Linked DNA regions of Anas platyrhynchos: region 2 is linked to region 1. The links are chromatin contacts, called in public Hi-C maps. All regions are on one chromosome and are shown on one strand. The core of a region is the stretch at or near the end of the contact, and the rest is flanking DNA. Distances in the headings are between cores, read along the strand shown. Region 1 overlaps LOC101794869 (probable E3 ubiquitin-protein ligase HERC3). Region 2 holds the start of LOC101796809 (probable E3 ubiquitin-protein ligase HERC3).

Region 1 (3,021 bases), core at 210-2,709:
GGAAGAGCATCCTGGTTAGCTCCTTCAATACCAAGTCAGGAAAGGCAAGAGAAGCAAATCCGGCAGCGCCAGCTTAACACATTCCAGAATGCAATGGCTTTGTCTTGACCAGAGTTTTGAACTCAAGCTAACCTCTAAATCCAAGTCTAGACGTGGCTGTCAATTCATCCACCTTACAGTGCTTAATGACTTCCTCCGCTGCTGTGTTTAGAGGTCAGGGACCAAATTGCTGCCCTGCTGGCCTCAGGAGCGTGCTGTGTGCATGTCTGTGGGCATCGTCCTTCCTACTCGAGGGAAGGTTCACTGTTAACTGAAGAAATTCACAGGATTGCTTTGACTGAAAAATACCAAGTAGGAAATGCTTGCGTTTTCCCTTTCTTCTTTGGAGTTTTGGTAAAGAGTTCGTGACCGTAACAGCCAAGGAGGTATTAAGCAACAGTTAAGTGCTTAATCAGCTTGGATTTCTGTAATGCTCACGTGATTATCAGCAAAATGACCATAAAACAAGCGCACTGGAAAATGCCCCTGTGCTGTATGATTTCTTATTCCAGGTTTTTGTATTTGTCAGTCTGCTGCCTTATTTTTGTTTTTAAATTTCTCACCTAGCCTTCACTGTTTTTCATAGCATATGCACTGAGAATTTCTCCGCCAAAAGGTCATAATGTTTTTTTCAATTTTGGTGCCCTCTGCTAGTGATTGAGTTATTGGATTCCATTGCTTCCCTGGTCTGCTTAGCTTCTGAGTTCAGGTGTGAGCACCTCTTAAAGGTCAGAGGCAAAAAAACAACTGCTCCACCCAGAGACTGGTTTCATGTCCCAGTTTGCCGCATTGTTTGGTGCATTATGGTCAGGCGTCCAAAAAAAACACAACACAGTGTGCCTAGCTAGGGCTCTGGGAGGCTCTCTGTTCTGGAAGTGATGGCTTTCTGATTGCTTGCTGTGTGGTTTGGTTCCCACTCCTGCTACTCGTGTAACTCAACCTCAGCAGAGCAGCAGGTTCCCCAGGGAAGAGGACTCTTCCTTACACCTTCCTGGTGAATCCTGTCACCCCGTCTCCCTCCTGGCCATATGGCCAACTGGATGCAGGGCTTCTGGGTGGCTTTATCGTAGCACAGAAGAGCCTGGGCTGCTGGGGACCTCCAGCACTGCCACTGCTGCACTGGTTGAGCACACACGCAGCGGTACGTGTCCCCTGGTGACTTTGTCCCTGTTGCAGTGAGTCATCTCGGTGGGAGGTGGGCAGTGGGGTGAACCCGTGGAAGACTCATATTTACAAGAAATATTACAGGCAGAAACAGCAAAACTGGCAGTGCTGCCGCTCAGGCGTATGAATAATAGTGCTTTTCTTTACCTGCTCTCTCTCAATGCCCTAGGGAAGAATTTGTTGAAGCCTATGTAAATTACATCTTCAACCTCTCCATCCATGAGTGGTACACAGCTTTTTCCACTGGCTTCCTGAAAGTATGTGGTGGGAAGGTCCTGGAACTCTTCCAGCCCACAGAGCTCAGGGCCATGATAGTCGGGAACAGTAACTACAACTGGGAGGAACTGGAGGAGGTAAAGCTTCCCTCTTGTCATGTTTTTCTTCTGTTTTACAAGTACTAGGATTGGGCAGCTGCATGAGGTGGGCAGTAGCTTGGGTCAAGAGGTGTAGTAAGCTACGGATGTTTTTATATGTTTCTTGTGCATCTTGCAATCATTCACGTGAATAGTTAACTCTCTTACGTCACTATCCTGCTACTGATAAAGCTCATGGAGGAAATTGGGGATGAAAAAGAAGAGGGGAGGAGGACTTCTGTCTTTTTTTCATAGGGATGAAGCCTAAGATTGAAAGAAAGAGACAAAATCAGGATCTTCATTTACAGTAAAACTAACAAGGGCAAAAAGTACACAGCCAGGTGTTCAAAGGGAAGTCTGGACAGAATGCAAGAGCTGTGTCCTCTCATAATACGTGCAGATCAGCAAATACTTGTTTTGTCTCAGCCTTAGCAGTAGAAAGGGCCTCACAGCGCACAACACGTGATCTTGTCCCTGAGTCCAGCCCGTGAGCAGGTACACCAGGGTCCTCATTACACCTCTACTTAGCTGCATACCTGGAGGCCTAAATACTGGCCTTGCACCTGCAGCACGAACACTTTTCTGTGTCTTTGAGCCATGCTGTTGCCTATGGCACATCCCACACTCCATTTCTTAGCTGTCAGACATCAGTCTGAGACACTAGCAGAGATCAGGTCGTGTTTCTACTTAGTCCTTGCTTTTAGTGCTAGATGAAATTGTGACTTTTTGTTTTTCTAATAGAGTGCTGTCTACAAGGGAGACTACACTGCGACACACCCAACTGTGAGGATGTTTTGGGAAACGTTTCATGCATTTTCCTTGGAAAAGAAGAAGAAATTTCTCTGTAAGTATTCTGCAGTGGTACAGGCTGTTATCTGAAATTGACAAATCAATGTCACTGGGGGGAAGATGTCACTTTATTTGGCAATAAAAGGGGAGAGGAGGAGAAATACATGGTATTAAGGGCAGGTGGCTCTGAGTTTGTTGCTACAGCTGGCAGCTGTTGCTCCCTTGGGGCATCATGTTGAGGGAATATTGTGTCCCAAGGGCAACCTGGGAAAGCACTGAAAGGAGCCACTTTTTATTTTCGGACTGGTTTTGTTTCCTGATTTTGTGCCCACTAATGTGAATCTGTTTGGAAATGCTTGGTGTCAAGCACAGAGATGGAGGCATGCTGAGGAAAGCGCTGTTTTATTGAAGGATTATTCAGATTTACGTGTCCTAAAAGAATCTAGCTCCAAGAAGTGTTGAGTGTCGTGTGGCAGTTTTGCTGAGCTGGCAGTCACCGTCCCCTTACTTGGCCAGACCTGAAGCAGTTGCTATCTTTTTCTAGAGCATTGCTCCCAGCAAACTCAGCAACATGCGGCCCAATTCTCTGCTGCTGCAGCTCCACTGACCCCAGCTTTCTTACGTATTGGCACATGCTTCCAGGAAAAAGCTTTGGAGAAAAAAAAAAGGCTGAGAG
Region 2 (3,021 bases), core at 288-2,787, 59 kb before region 1:
CTGGATAGGCTGGCTGGATGGGCCGAGGCCAAGTGCATGAGGTTCAACAAGGCCACGTGCAGGGTCCTGCACTGGGAGCAAAGCACCCCCAGGTAACGCTGTGGGAAGAGTGCTGGAAAGCTGCCTGTTGGAAAAGGACCTGGGGAGGTTGGTCAGCAGCCAGCTGAATATCAGACAGCAGTGTGCTGGCTACTGGGGGCGGGTGGCCAAGAAGACCAACAGCTTGTTGGCTTGTATCAGAAGTAGCGTGGCCAGCAGGCCCAGGGAAGTGATTGTCCCCCTGTACTTGGCTCTGGCTTTTGGTTGCACCTCACCCTGTGTTCAGCTTTGGGCCCCTCACTGCAAGAAAGACATTGAGGTGCTGGAGCATGTCCAAAGAGGGACTGAGAAGCATGGTTTAGTGGTAGACGTGGCAGTACGAGGTTAATGGTTGGAACTGATGGTCTTAGAGATCTTTTCCAACCTTATGATTCTGCGATTCCTGTGCCTCTGCTTGGAGCACCTTTCTTCCCTTGGGAGGACTCGTTAGCTCATGCTTTGGTGCAGAGGGACCTCTAGTGTCCATTTGCAGCCCATACTTTGGCCTCACAGGCCATAGCTTGCTATTTCATTGTCAAAAGACCTTCCTATGTATCACAGAAAGAGATGAGGTCCCTGTAGTGTTGCAGGCAACAGGCTAGGAAGACAAGTGCTGTTTGCTCCCCTGTGGGCAAAAGGCAAACCCAACTGTGGGACTGCTTCTGCTCAAGGACCCAGGGGTACTTGTACGATGGGGAACTGCGGTGTGTACCCTGAGTGACTTTCACCTTCATGGATGTAGCTCTGAAAGGAAAGAAAGAGCTTTAGTGACTGTTCTGTTCATATCCTCCCCTCAAGTCTCTACATTCCTGTGCCTTTGTCTGGAGCTCCTTTGCTCTCTTTGGAGGACAGATGAGCTCATCTGTTGGTGCACAGGGACTTGACTGTGCTTTTGCGGCTCGTGCTTTGGTGTCCCAAGCCTCACAGCACTGCTCTGGTTAATGCTGAGTGCTGCAGGACCTGGGCTGGGCCCTGCCCTGGACAGCATTGCCCCAGCCCTGTCAAAGGGCTGTGTTCTCCGTCTCCACCCTGTTGTTATTTTTCACCACATTGACTTTCTGTGCCTTTTTGTTCACTCCATTCTGCTTCATTTAAATGTATCACATTAAACACTTCTGTTGTCTCAGTATTTTTTTTTTTCTGCAGCATTTCACTCAACGCCAGTAAGAATCTGTAAAATCACGTCCCTAGTGCTACTTTCACAGCACGCCTTACCCTGCTATCCTCCCAGCTGTGCTCAGCATTCAGCAGCATGATTTTTTTTAAGCATTTAGTTCATCTGTTAAAGGTATTGGGTATAAAGATGCTCTTATGTCTTTCCATGCATCTGATCCCTAACACGGGCGTCATTTATCGCACAAGGCGGTCACGTAGCCCTGCGTGTGCTCTCCTTTAGAGGCAGGGGGGGAGATTTAGCAGACATCAGCAGAGGACATGTGAGAATGGAAAGCCTTTCGAGCGCAGATCCCCGTTTCCCAGCTCAGCACCTCCAGGCGGCAGCATCCTGGCTGCTGGGGCTCCCGGCTTTCGTTTTCGCTTTCGCTTTCGTTTCCCGAAAGCTGAGGCTGGCTGGGGCGGGGAGCAGGGATAAAGGAGCTGCCTGGGGCTCAGCCTAGCGGTAGCGGGCTGCTTGCTGGCACGGTATGGCCGGGAGAAGGACAAAGCAGCGGCAGCGGCGGCGGCAGCTGGCCGGGAAGCAGAAGCGCAGCGCAAAGCAGAAGCCGGCGGCAGCGGGAGGTGCTGGGGGGGGACCCGGCGGCGTACCGGGGGTGGGGGGACAGGGACCCTGCCAGGAGCCAGGGGACAGGGAGGAGACGGGGGTGATGGGGAGAGATGCCCCTGCCTGGCTGCATGCTGTTGGTTGAGCTGGGGAGGTGAGAAGGGTGGGCGGTGGGATGGCCGAGGTGTGAATTTTGCTGCTTGCAAAACATCTGGCTTCGAGGCAACCTGTGCCTAAGCGTGTGATGGATCTAGGGCAGTCAGATAACTCAGCAAGTGCCTTTTTTTTTTTCCCTTGGATACTCTCCACGGCTGTGCAAAAGTATCCGTGTGCTTCTGCTGGCGTGTCAGGGATTGTATTCAGAGCCTGTATCTGAGAGATGGAGAGGTGTCTTCCAGTGACAGCCAGGGGAGTGGCTGGAGGACAACAAAGTAGTGCATAGGACACTGAAGCCCCAAGTGACATGAGAAATTATTGCCTATGCTTGTTGCTCTTCTTCCCAAGGAGCAGAAACTCTCAGTGAAAGCAGTAGCACACGGAGATACTGGGGGAGGAGCAGAGATGGTTGAGGTGCCTGCTTCCTTGGTGTGACTGCCATGCCTGTCTTTATCTGTGCTGTAGAACAAGTGCAGCTGCAGAGAAAGGAGAAGGCGACATGTCCAAACTGCGATGAAACACATACACCCCTTTTCTCCTGTGATGGGAAGCTTTCCAAAAACTGGGCTGCATCTTCAGATGACTGCTTTAAGCCAAGGTAAGAAGCTTCCTCAGGGTGAAAGTATGCATTGCAATGGTTATAGAACATGGCCTCCTTTTCCTAAAGGTAACAGTCAAGAAACTTAGGCATGCTCTTACTGCAAAAATGAAACAAGAATACTTGCATTTCTAAAACTCAGAACTTTCTCTCTTTTTTTTTTTTTTTTTTTTTTTTTTTTTTTTTTTTTTTAACCAGCAAGAAATGCTCTGATCTCGAGGGTAACACTAAGATCTGAGCTGTTTGAGATACTGACAGTACAGGTTCCTCTCAGAACTCAGTAAGGATAAATAGATACACCAGTTTGCAAATGACAGGTGAACTACACGTGGTTTAGGAAAGCTGTGTGTGAAAGACCCAGGCCCACCTAAACCTCACCACCTTCTGGTTAATCTGTGAGGGTGACCAGCATCTACAAATGAAATAGCAGGATATCATTTATGGAATTTGCTCTTAACTTGCCCAGGGA

What was found. Hi-C and Micro-C count contacts between places; a contact is called where the count stands out from the background.
Region 2: a Hi-C map of skeletal muscle shows a contact between it and region 1, with 5 times the contacts expected there. The contact joins the promoter of LOC101796809 here to the enhancer-like site in region 1. A contact is called at or near these places in 2 of 8 Hi-C or Micro-C datasets (liver and skeletal muscle).

What each region holds. Positions count from the first base shown.
Region 1 is chr4:14,913,284-14,916,304 of IASCAAS_PekinDuck_T2T, reverse strand. It overlaps LOC101794869 (probable E3 ubiquitin-protein ligase HERC3), which reads left to right. Exons shown (of 25, transcript XM_027455804.3): 23 at 1,373-1,556; 24 at 2,298-2,400. Among named protein-coding and RNA genes, the nearest start is that of PYURF, 42 kb to the left of the region's middle. Within about 2 kb of position 1,459, at least 3 of the 8 cell types and tissues checked have an H3K27ac peak or open chromatin away from gene starts, as enhancers often do.
Region 2 is chr4:14,972,230-14,975,250 of IASCAAS_PekinDuck_T2T, reverse strand. It overlaps LOC101796809 (probable E3 ubiquitin-protein ligase HERC3), which reads left to right and starts at 1,537. Exons shown (of 23, transcript XM_038178627.2): 1 at 1,537-1,815; 2 at 2,420-2,552. The coding sequence starts at 1,722.